Linked DNA regions of Mus musculus: region 1 is linked to region 2. A link is a contact called in public Hi-C data. All regions are on one chromosome and are shown on one strand. Each heading gives the region's core, a stretch centred on a gene start, on an enhancer-like site or on the middle of the called end of the contact. The rest is flanking DNA. Distances are from core to core; before and after follow the strand shown.

Evidence for each region. A called contact is a pair of places that touch in the nucleus more often than the background predicts.
Region 1: a Hi-C map of cerebellum shows a contact between it and region 2, with 1.8 times the contacts expected there. The contact joins the promoter of Clvs1 here to the enhancer-like site in region 2. A contact is called at or near these places in 3 of 39 promoter capture datasets (cranial neural crest, hippocampal neurons and pre-B cells) and 2 of 484 Hi-C or Micro-C datasets (cerebellum and cortical neurons).

Annotation. Positions count from the first base shown.
Region 1 is chr4:9,266,944-9,273,746 of GRCm38.p6, reverse strand. It overlaps Clvs1 (clavesin 1), which reads right to left and starts at 4,430. Exons shown (of 6, transcript NM_028940.2): 1 at 4,276-4,430.
Region 2 is chr4:8,601,296-8,607,608 of GRCm38.p6, reverse strand. Rab2a (RAB2A, member RAS oncogene family) reads right to left here. Exons shown (of 8, transcript NM_021518.3): 7 at 3,167-3,235; 8 at 1-1,201. The coding sequence ends at 1,106. Among named protein-coding and RNA genes, the nearest start is that of Gm42253, 40 kb to the left of the region's middle. Within about 2 kb of position 1,933, at least 41 of the 459 cell types and tissues checked have an H3K27ac peak or open chromatin away from gene starts, as enhancers often do. A contact at or near this core is called in cerebellum and cortical neurons, where this site is marked.

The sequences.
Region 1 (6,803 bases), core at 3,181-5,680, 660 kb before region 2:
ATGTTAAGTGAAATAAGCCAGACACAGAAAAACTAAATATGGTTTCCCTCACATATAAGAGACAAAACACATTGACTTGGCAGAAGAGAATAGGAGTAGAGGCTGCAAGGGAAGGAAGAATGGAGAGTTGCGACAAGTGTCAGAACATCACTGGACTTGAGTACAAGCTCCATTATTCCAGAGCACCGTGGGTCAACCACAGCTTACAATGACTTAACAAATTAAGTCAAATTAAACAAAATCTTAACACCAGCAGAAAAGTAGGAAGGTTCTTAATGCAAGGAATTGATAATTAACCTTATTCGGTCACTGCACATTATATACATTCATTGAAAGTTCACACTGTGTCCCACAAATATGTGTAACTTTTATGTATCAATCAAGAATTTCACCAAAAGTAGCCCATTAATCAATCTCATAATGTCATAGATTATTGGGAACACAAGACTACTGAGATGTACCCCTGACTCACTGAATGAACAATAAAATCAGACCTGAGAAGCAATGACCTCAAATTGCTGGGATAAATGACCTGTCCCAAAGCAAATTTCACAACGACGTCTGTGGACAGCAGTACCACAGTAATAGAAAAATAAACATGTCACTAGCATATGTGTTCACATGGGCAATGGCTTTCATGGCAGCTTACTGTATCACCCTATAAATTACATCCATGTGTGCTTGCATACTATATAGCACCTAAAAAGAAGGAACGGAGGAAGAAAGAAAGGATGGGAAAAAGAGACGATGAAAGGCAAAAGTGGGGAGAAGGGAGAACGATGGGGAGGGAAAGAGGAAGAGGGAAGGAAGGAGGAAAATAAAGGGGAGAAATAAAGACAATGAAAAAAAGGAAGTGTGGGAAAATGTCAGCTGACTCCATTTTGAGAAGTTTGTTTATAAAGCCTGCAACTTGAGCCCCTCCATTCTCCCAGGCTCCACTGCTTTGTTCCTGTTTCTTCCAAATCTGTAAAATTCAGAGCATCAAGTAACCTATGCATGTGACACATATAAAGGTATGGACGTTTACGTAATAGTGTTTGAGCAATAATAGAGTCTGAATTGAGGCAATGCTATTTTAAGAAACAGAAATGGGCAAGGGATAGCCAGTTATCTGAATGATATCTAAGAATCAGAGATTCAGCTGTTAGTGCCCAGGACACAGAATACCTCACCCTGAAACATTCTTCCTCTAACAGAAGTCAAGCCGAACAAAAGCACCTGGGAAATTAGCCTACCACAAAAGGGCATTTTCCATTTGTCCTGACATAGAGCAAGTCTATAGAAAATAAACAACACAGGGTGACCTGATGGGGAAAACTAAGAGAAGGTGGGGGAATAATGAACTTATATCTGAATACATAAAGGTTTTTTATAGGGCAGTGTCTGACCAGCTGGTCTATACATCCAGGTGAAACTTCCTTTAAGCCAAGAAAAACTTGGATTAGAAATTGAGTCCAGTTTTCTCTAAAGAGACACAGCACTTGGGCAAATGAGGGTCACAGACTTGTGGTCATTCACACTATGGCCCCTCTCTTAAAGCTTCCTTCCCGGGAAATCTGGATGAGTAATAATTATCTAAACAATGACTATTTGGGGAAGGGTGTAAGAATGGAGGACCAGCTATCTCAATGACCCTGGGGGGTTTTCTGAGTTAATATATTTGTACAATTGCCATGCTTTTTATCTCTGTGCTGCGTGTCACCTCCTCTGCCTGAGTCACAGTGTCACAAGAGCAGAGAAGATCAAAGCCAGCCAGAGTCCATTTATGAAGGGTGGTTCAGCAGCAACAGAGTTTGTGAAGTCAGGGGCAGATTCTCAGAGATAACAGGGTGTTTCTAGTATCAAGCCCAAATATGTAGGCCGACATAACCAGTTCTCAGAGTACAAGACTTCATTCTCTGGGAAATGGACCTCTCAGCTATACATTCAGATTCTAAAATTCTGTACCCTTCCATAAACACATCCACAAAAAGGGCACTAGGCTATGGGGGGAAAAATCTTTCTTTTTGCCTTTAAATACATTTTTAAATAAGAAAGTTTTGTTTTTATCAATATGAAAAATAAACAGACCTAGCTAAGAAATGTGTGAAAGCCACAACAGTAGCACACTATAAAAATTAATAAGCTTGGCATATTTCAGACAGGGAAAAGAAGCACTGCTTCTGAGACAGGCGCCTGTAAATCTCGCTGAAGCAGCCCTGCTTTGAAATCTTACCAGCCTCAGGAAATTGCATTAAGTACAGGAAGACAGCGTCTTTGGATGCTTTGCATTCGGGGCCTGTGTTTCTGGTGAAGCAGCTCAAATTGGCCACACGTACACATTTTCCAACCTCCTGGTCTGGACCATTGTTTGCACACAGATAAGGGAGTTGTTTTTTTTTTTTTTTTTAATCTTTCCCAGAGTCTTGAGAGTCCCTGGTTGTTGTGCATATTGTCAGTCTAAGGACAGTAGCTATGTGACTAAATGCATAGGCTTTGCCAAATATTTTCATGCTTTAAGCTTAAAAAAGTGAGTAAAATTTAGAGACAAATAGAACTGAGCCTAAGTTCATATAATTAGTAACTATACGCAAACTTTTGTCATGACATGACTAGTCCTCATCCATAAAGATTATTGAGCATAAATTTTTGCACAAAGCTTTTTCCAGAACATATCTGTTTGTGAGTCTCTTTTCTTTTGGGTGGTGCCTCTAAAGAGAAGCAAGAACAAAACTAGCTTCAGTGTCCCTTCTCCAAGAGACAGATTAAATACACCAGGGTACTGTTGAGTGGGGTTTTCTATGCTTTAGCTTAAATATTCTTGTGACCAATGACCTAACAACATTTCTACTTAGATACCACGCATTGAGATTAAGATCCTGATTTTATGTTGACAAAAACAATAAAAAATATACAAAACAAAAACAGCAGCAAAAGAAACTACAATACTTTGCAGTTCGGTAAAATCAATTCAAAGAGTCCCTTTCCAGACACTTCTTTATGACAGGTGAAAGCACTTGTTTGCTGTACTTTGTTAGCTCTTATAAAGCAAACGATCCTGGTTAAATCAAATAGGTGCTGTGACCCAGGACTGGACCATCAGGTCCAAATTAATGGGCTATTTGAAAGATGTTCCAACTCCCCATCAGCTTTGATAGAAAATGATAGCACTGCAAAGCAGAGCCAGGCAAACCACGGTTACATAAAATGCCTTTTCAATTTCTGCACTCTATTACCCTTTACTATTTATAGGAAAATGGTGTTATCGCCTGATTACTGAGAAAGCACACAAAAATCTCGCCTCCCAAATCTGAGCCAGTCCTTGACTAGTAATGAACAAAGCCAGGCCATCTGCTCTGAATATCATTACCACTTTGGCCATTTGGGCAAGGGGTATATCTGTTCTTCTTCTAGGAGAGATTTAAGATTGGGTAATTGAACTAAGTAGACAAGAAAAGGAGATGTTAGAGCAAATAGAATCTCCTAGCCTTATTTGTTAGGTTCTTACGACCGTCATTTTATTTTTTATTTTGGCCACAGAGTTAAATTAACCTTTGGGGTTCTCATTTTATAAAACAGTTCAATAAAAACTTAATTTCAGAGTTTCTATGGTAAATGCTTAGGAAGAAAAACAGCCATGTGGGTGCTGTGAGTCACCCATCATCCCCCACCCTGCTTCCTGGTGACTCTCCATTGGAAAACCAGAATATCGGGACTGAGCTAACATTTCTTCCTGGAATCATACTATGCCTCAGGCCATGTTAATTTCCTGAACTAAACAGTCTCTAATCTGCTGAAAGGCAGCTGGCTAACTGCTGGTGTCTGGCAAGTCCCCATCTGTCCCTTTGCTGGGGTCTCTTCCTGCTGCCTCCACTTCACCTTTCTCTCGAGCAGGCGTCTCTCTTTGTTTTCAGGGGGTCTCTCCACCTGAACTTTCCCTTCTATGCCTGAGAACTTGAGATCTCCCCTCTCTACCTTGCCGACCTCAGGCTTTGTCTAAGTGACAAGACACAGTTGTGTGGACTGTAGTTACCGCGCCGGTGCTGGTGGAGATGATGACGGCGATGGTGGAGATGGGGTGCTGATGGCTGGGGAGCGCAGGCTGTGTGGCGTGGCAAGAGGATGGACCGCAGAGGCGGTGAAGAGTGGGGTGCAGAAGGGATGGAGTGCAGTGGGATTGCAGATGGGAGCTGTCCACGCGCCGAAGTGCTGAAACGCCGCAGCCATGGCACCGCTAGAGCGGGGACGGGCGGGGAGGCTCTGCGAACACAGAAGGAAGAAAAAGGCAACAAATACCTTCACACCGCCTCCCAGGCTTGCTTTGAGAATGTGTTTCTGCAGGTGTCCTCGCGGCTGAACTGGGTGGGTGAGATCCCCTACCCTGGCAGTTGGAGCTCAGATTTCTCTAGAAAGCTGTGAATGAGAGCCCGGGCTGCATGGGGCTGTGATTTGGGTAGGAGGCGTGTGCGCCAGAGACTCTGTCCTTCCGTACCAAGCCTGGCTTTCCCCTGGGTCCTAAATGCCTCCGCAGGTTGGACTCACCCATTCTGGCAATACAGTCTAAGGATTGTTGTAATCCTTTAACAACTAGGACAAAAAGTACTGGAAACCACCACTCTCCACATTTAAAGCAGACTCTTTTGGGCAGATTATTTCAAATTTCAAACAAATGGTAAAGCACCATATGTCTATGGAAAAATAATTATTTTTATTAACAAATGACATGACATTCAGAAAATGGGCTGTTGGAAAAGGCTCAGATTAAGACTCTATCTTGTCAAAATAAAAACAGGTAAGTTAAATACATCAATGAAAATTTAAAACATTTTCTAAGCAGAATAATAAAAGAAATCACAGGAAAGAGGTCAACAAAGTTGAATGCATAAAATATTTTTTAATCTCAAGAATCATGCATGTAAATTATCACTTGAAAAAAATCACAACAAATGTGTTTCATGCATAGCTATTTCATAATAAAAAGAAAATGCTGAAGATCCAACAAACATTTTAAAAGTCAGCTTACCACTAAAACGCAATGCATAACTTAATAAAGTACCAAAGACATGCTAAAAGAAGAAAGACAGAGAAAGAGAGAAAGAAAGAACGATAAAGGAGCAATGATGTATGGTTTAGGACAAAAACATTTAAATCCACACAGTATCCCATATCCTAAGACATTAAGTGAGAAAGTATAATCTTCCTACAGATCCACGTCAAAATGTACTTCAAGAGTCTGAAAATATATATGATATACAGTCTTCTAATTCTACTCAGCAATTTGTGTAGGTATTTATGCATATAAATTTCATTTAAGATAATAGAAATTATCAAAAACAATAAACTTAATTTTATATAGGCTGCAAGATCTTCCTGATGAAAGCCTCATTTCTGAAGAGGAAAGACAAAGAGAAATGTTTGCAAAACAGAAATGATGGAGAAAAGACACAAATGCAGCATCCAACCGCAACCTCTGCTCCTCAGGTTGGCAGGAGCATTGGGTAGTATGAAGACATAAGTAAATCTGCTACGGTGACTCAGTCGTCCTCCATACATTTGCCTAAACTTGCCACATCTATTTAAAAACTGAACGTTGATGAGTCTCTTTCCAATATTCCTATTATATAGTTCATCATGATGTTTAATCTTCCAGCTCCCACATCCCACATTATTGCATTCTCTCTCTTCCTCCCCCCCGCCCCCTTCCTCTCCCCCCACATGTGTTATATATAACTCTCGTGGCAGAGGAAAGCTCCACTTTGTCCACTGCTGCTTGTAAGCCATGGAAGGCTGCCTGGAACTTCACAGTACTTCAATAAATGTCCTGAGTGGGAGAGTAAATGGATGAGTGACATAACCCACAACACATATATGTGTATTTAAAGTATTTTATGATGCTATGAATTTTGTATAGAAATTGATCTGAACAGGCTTGGCACATCAAAATGGTCTGCAGGGAATGGTGAGCTTTCATTACTTAAGCTTAGTTAGAGGGATGCCTTCAAAGGCACAGCTCAGCTCATCGTAGACATGTGCAAAGACACTAAAGGAGAACTTGTCCAAAGAAAACACTTTCCCTAATTAATTCCCATTATGCTGTTTTCAGTCATGTACATGCATACTTTGATCATTTCTCTGCCTCTCTCCACCTCTGATCTACTTCCTGTACTGGAGTAGTTCCTGTCTTCATTCATGTCATTCTCCTTCCATTGTTTTAGAGTCGGCATAAGAGAAAAAACAAGTAATATTTGTATTGTCTTCCCTGACTTATTTTACTTGACATGGTGATTTCCAGTTGCATCCATTTTCCAGCAAATGACATCACTTCATTCTTTTTTGTGGCTAAAATAATGTGATTTCCTTTATCCATTAATCTCCTAAGGGGCACCAAGGCCAGTTGCATATATTGGTTACTATGAATAATGATGCAATAAACATGGTTGTGTGGATATTCCTGTGGCATGCTGACTTAGATCCCCTCAGGTATATCTCTGGAGAAGGTAATGCTAAATCACATGGTAGTTTTATGCTAGTTTTTTGAATAATATCCATGTTTATTTTCATAGAAACTGGACTAATTTACATTCCACTAAAATGCACAAAGATCTCTTTCTCCCAATTCTTGCCAGCATTTTTTGTTTTTGTTTTTTCTTAATAATAGCCATTCTAATAGTTCGTTTGTTCTTGATTTATGCCATCTTAATACTTCTGTAGACTAGATGTAGTGGCACAGGCTTAAAAATCTCATCATACCTTAGGAAACTGACAAGGATGGAATGCCAGCCTGGACTATATATTTATAAAAAAAGGTTGTACACTTTCCCTTC
Region 2 (6,313 bases), core at 684-3,183:
AAACTTTTCTACTTTGAACAGGATTTTCCATCTGGTAGATTTATTTTCATATCCCCCTCAAAACAGACAGTAAGCTTACCATATTTTAAAGATTATAGATAGGTTGCCACTGAAAGAAAAAAATTTTACACAGTCACTGTACATCAAGGTTGACAAACTGCCCTGCAAGAAAATATACTTAGAAACTGTGTGAAGAAAAGGGACCATTATTGTGTCTAAGGGAAGAGTAAGTGGCATGGCGTGCCTTCTCCGAGTGGGCCTTGCTCTTGGGAGTTGTGTAGTGTTGGAGTTTCTGTTTCTGCCCGTCCCACTCATTACACTGTGTTTTACCCAACAGCACTCATTAAGGCAAACAAATCCTTTTGTGAAGCGGTCTCAAGAACTTGTGGACAAATAGCTTTTGGCATTAAAACAGGTTAACACACACACAGCCTTTAGTAATACACAGGAAGCGTAGTTTTCTTGGACTAGTGACAAGAAAAGATGAACATGCTCGTTAACGATGTCAAAAAGTTGAAAAGTCAGTGTCCAAGCAATTCCTAACAATGCTTCTGTAGCTTCAAGCTCCGAACAGTGGTAGAATTTATGCAAATGCATTAGAGTTCAAGCTTGGCAAATCACACCCAAGCAGGTTATTAAACTATATATACAGAAAGCAAATGATAAATACAGAAGTCAAAGAGTTCTGGTTTTCCTTATATCCTTGAAAGTTGACAAACTTTTTGAGGACAGTCCTATAATATTAAACATTAGGTAACCACAGGTGTTGGGAAACCTAACTACACAAACTGATTTAAAATACTCACCATGACTTTGTAGTGTTTAATACAATTCAGCTCGTAGTTAAGGGCACAAGACAACATTTAACAAAAATAATCACATCAATTGACCTAGAAATCAAATGCAAATAGATATGAATACAATCTCCAAAATCTGTCTTTTTAAGTGAACATTAACCATTTATTCAAAGTTATACAAGAATCTGAAGGATTAAAGTCTCCTGTGACATAAAGCCATTTCAATAGTTTCATGTCTCAGCTGAGCATGAGGAAAGAGGGTGACAGAGTGCGTGGCTCCACTGGGCAGCTAGCCGGTAACACCAGACTCAACAGCAGCCTCCCCCTGCCTGCTGTCCGCCTTGGTTGCTTCCATGAGATGCGTTGGTAGCAGCGTGCTGAGGGCCAATTTTAATGCCGTTTGCCTGAAGTACAAGAGAACAGGACTGTAAATAAAGCAGACTCAACCAGGCAGTAGACTAGATTATTATTTTTTTTAAAAAAATTCACATAATTCTTAGTGATTTAATTTTGCCAAACAACTCTAAAAAATATTTTAAGTAGGTTTTTTGAAATGGGGTTGTTGCTTCTTTTAAAAACAACACAGAGGAGATGTGTTGGAAAGAGGTCGTTTTAGAACTGGTCAGCAGAAATCAGATAGTGCTGCTTGTCAGAGGTTCACAGCGAGGAGAGGACTTGTAACAATTAGTATATGGGATGCTTATCAAAGAGTAAAGCTATCCAAAGCCTTCGCTACTCTAACTGGATTTAAAATCTTTCTTTTAGACAGCATTTCTGTTCCATGTTGAATCAGCTGTGCAGGCTGAGGAACATGAGTGTTCTGTGCCATCAATAATTTCTGTGATCCCCAAAGACATGGCAAGTTGCCAAGAACCCACACACAGAGTGGTTCTTTCATTCGTCAAATTCACACTGTGTCTTAACCCTCAATCCCTCAAGTGGATTTTACCTAAAAATACAACACTTTGAGAAAAGTAATACAGTAGCTGCAGAAATGAAGCTCTTAAGGAAACTCTGCGTCACAGTAAATCTCAGATTTACGGTGCTTGGCAGTTATTCTGCAACTGTAGTAGCCTTGGGGCTTCTGGCACTGGCTCACTATTGACAGTGGCTGATGTGGTTTCTTTTCGCTCTTTGACTCCTCTTTAATAAAAAGCTTGCCCTATGGCTCATTGGTTCTGCCCCCTCTGGGCTGGTAGCAACTTCTTGAGGAATCAAGGAGTCAGCCTTGGCATCAGGCCAAATAAATAGCATGGCCTGTTGGCTTCTGACAGCACATTACAATCAAAGCTGCACAAAACACAGTAAAGCAGTTAGCTACTGTATGAAATCAGACAGAAACAGCACATGTATCCTTTAAACAGAGGGCCAATTACTGTTCAATTTATAGGGGATTAGTCTCTAAATGGTGTCACCTTTAAATTAACTCAATAAGTATTGCCATGTAAGTCTAAAGGTAAGATTTAAAGTCACACTATTCTAAATTAAAAAAAAAAAAAAAAATCAGGTACTTTTTGGAAACCAAAGGTAAACTGCTAAGAGCCTCATATAGGTACTGGCCAAGAGCATCTTTTAGATGTCTTTAATACAAAGTAACAGAAATGCTTATATGAAAGTAAATAACATATTCTATTTACTTAAACGTTTTGAAGTAAGGATAAACACAGAGAGGGGATTTAGGTAAAAATGACAGCTAGTGGACATTCACAATCATCTAAATGACACACTTTGTCCCAATCATGCTGATCAAACTGTGTTCAAAATAACACGAGAGAAAGCTATGCCAACTGTTAATTATGTATATTTATTTGGTCTTCTGAAAAATGTGTTTTGCTCTAATTAGAGTATTTCCAAATTGAGAATTGCCTTCTTTCATACCAGCAGAGACCATGTTGCAAGAGTCCACAGGCCATGCATTTATTTTGGATATCTTACTCCCCAAAGAATAAGTCCATGTGGGTAAACGCAGGTTTCCTTTGCAACTGAGGTAGTTTACATTCTTTTTCACAGTTTGCAATGGATAAACAGGGCCTTTTATTTTAGTCCAATTCCGTAAGTGATACTCTACTAGCATATGGCACCTAACTGAAGTGCTCCACACACAGGTAACATAAGCACCTACCTATTGTACTCTATGTACCATAACTGAGCACCTAACTGAAGTGCTCCACACACAGGTAACATAAGCACCTACCTATTGTACTCTATGTACCAGGCTTTCAGAGAGACGATTGCTAACTAATGTGCCAATGGATGACCAACTGAACCATTTTAGAAATAAAAAATAAATAATAAAATCAGGACTCCAAATACTAGGTAGATGTCAATTCAAAGTTAGTGTTTAGTGAACAATATTTGCATATACATACCTCATTATTAATGTCAAAGACCCCTTCTTGGATTTTTTCATAAATTTCTTTTGCTGTGTTAATAAATGCCTGAAATATAAAGTAGAAAAATTGGTTTATATTACTCAAAATTACAACAGTAAAGAAACATTATACACAAGCTCTACAGGACTGGAGAGATGGCTCAATGATTAAGAGAGCTTACTGCTCCTCCACAGGACTTGAGCTTGATTCCCAACACTCACACTGAGCGGGTCACACCGGCCTGTAACTCCAGCTCTAGGGAATCCGATGCCTTCCGCTGGCCTCTGTGGGCACTGCCCTCTAACCAGGACGCTGAGAAAGAACTCTTGAGGGGTAGATAAGCTGCCTCAGATGGAGGGTAAAAGTACTTGCCATAAACGCTTGATCATCTCAGCCTGATCCCAAAAAAGGAGAACAGACTCCACAAAGTACCTTCCATACCGAGGCATGAGTGTGCCTGTATACACACACACACACACACACACACACACACACACACACACACACACACAAATGTTCTTGACAATATCATAACAATTGGTACATAAAAATTAATTTTTTGTATATTTCTATTAATGACAAAACCTTGATCACCACAATAGATGCATAAAAATCAATGATAAACTTCAACAACTTCTCATCCTGAAGCCATCCAGTAAAGCTGGAAGAGAAGGGAAAGCTCTTGAGTGATGCAGTATCTAAAGCGCAGTTCTCAACCTTCCTACTGCTGTGGCCTCCTTTAATACAGCTCCTCGGCTTGTGATGTTAGTCCACTGCTACTTCATGACTCGAGTTTTCCACTGTTCTGAACTGTAATGTAAATGTCTTATACGCAGCTGTGATGTGCGACCCACAAAGGGGTGGAGACCTGCAAGCTGAGAACTGCTGATGTAGGACAAGGCACACTTCATGGCATCCTCCCTGGGAAGACCAAAAGCTTCCCTCTAACCTGAGGACGCAAGGATTCGTGCCAAACTTCATTTGAGTCACAAACACTATTTATAATAGCCAAAATACAAAACAACATGAAGTATTCCTGCTAGTGAGTGAAAACTAAAAAGTGGGCTTCTGCTGGAACATTTAGCCATTGAAAGGATGAAGGTTTAGTCTTCACCCTTTATACTGTGGTTGACCCCTGACAAACACGCACAGAACATACGAGACATATATAACTTGGGCTGGAGAGACATATGAGACATATATATTTGGGGCTGGAGAGACAGCTAAGCAGTTAAGGGCACTGGCTGCTCTTCTGAAGGTCCTGAGTTCAATTCCCAGCAACCACATGGTGGCTCACAACCATCTATAATGGAATCCAGTGCCCTCTTGTGGTGTGTCTGAAGACAGCTACAGTGTGCTCATATACATCACATATAATTCAATCCCACTTATATGTAATGTCAGAACACTCAAAGTCACAGGCAGAGAAGCCAGCATTAGTTACTGCAGGTTAGGAGGGGGAAGGAGAGTGAATGTCCACTAGCATTTCTTTGTGGGGGTCTCAGAAATGTTCTTGAATTATTACACTGTGGTGATAGCTGTGCAATTCTGTAGATAATTAAATTTAACTAAATGTACAATGAAAAGTGTAGCTTTTATGGTAAGTGAATTCTATCTCCAAAGCAAATTATCACCAAGGAGGGGAAAGAATGTCTTAAGAAATGTGTGCAGGAGAACCCATTTAACTAGAGACTTTACACACGCCAACATGTTTGCGCTAGCTGATTTCAGAGGACAATGTTCTACATGGGACTGCTTTTGCCATACTTAATATGCAGTCTGAAAGACAGAGTCACAGTCAGGCCAGGAGATGGCTCAGCAGGTTAAAGTGTTTATTATAAAATCCCAAAGACTCAAATTCAATCCTGGGAACACATTTCAAAAGCCAGATATAGTGGCCCATGTCTAGCAATGGCAGCATTCCTACAGTGAGACAGAAGGCGAGGCAGCAGCTGGGATCTATGTGTGCAGCACAGTGGCAGAAAGTGCAATGCACGCACACATAACTCATGTGTGCTCGCTCTCTCACATCCACTCTCTCAATACATCTATAACACTAAGAAGAAGAGACTCAGGGTTTGGATGATAAAGGGACACTGTTCACATTGAAGAGTTCTGCCCTGGGCTACACAGTGCACTACTACACTGAAGAAAATTGGGACGAGTATGAGAAACTACTCATCAAATTACGCCTGTAAATTATTCACAAGTATCCTATGTTTATGTAGTCTATTTAAGGTATTTTATGTGAATATCATCAGTGCTACAGAGGGTGCTCAAACTCTGATAGGGTCTAAACTATCAGATTTGAGAGAAGTAGAGTATTAACCAGTGTGATGAGGAAAGACGTCTTCAAGTAGTATTTTATGAAAACTCCCAGGAGGTCTTCCGAACCACCAGCACAGATCTGATGGACTCTTTAAGTGGTAAAGGGCTCACAGAGAGGTAGAAATCCTACCTCTCCTCATTTAGACACTGGAAACATTTGACGGCTGAAGTTGCTATCGTAGCTTTTGCTTCCAATTAACAGGACTGTTACGTTTTCACCTTCAAGGCCTTACAGCTCCCCAGAGCAATCAATCTACGGCAGCTCAATTACTGTACCAAGCACACCCCAGTCAGCAAAGGAGATCGGAACGACTGTGGCAGGGACACGGCGGTATGAATATGCATACATTCTAAGTGGCCGATCAATTCATTGCAGAGGGTCATGAGAATTTGCCACAAAATAATGAGAATAATTAATCACTGATGAGTCACAAGGCACTTAGGACGCAAGCACGGTTTTCATGTGTGTTGGCATTAAGGTGAAGGGGAAACTGGTTTTCAGCCAACTAAGAACTGGTCCATATTCTTCAAAACTGAAGTTATCCTTATAAATAAGTAAAAATTTAACTTTATTGCTAACAAGTCAATTACAATGATGGCTTCAGAAACCTAGCTAACTGAATTCAAAGACACAGACTCTGTGAGGCTGCAACTCTATTGGAGCTAACACAATCTCTCTCAGACAGACTACAAGGTTCCATATATGTAGGGCACCATTTATGAGAGGGCTAACATTGCCAGACAAACTGTAAGGTCCTACATATGTAGAGCACCCGCATGTGCATGCTAGCACAATGCCAGACAGACTACATGTCT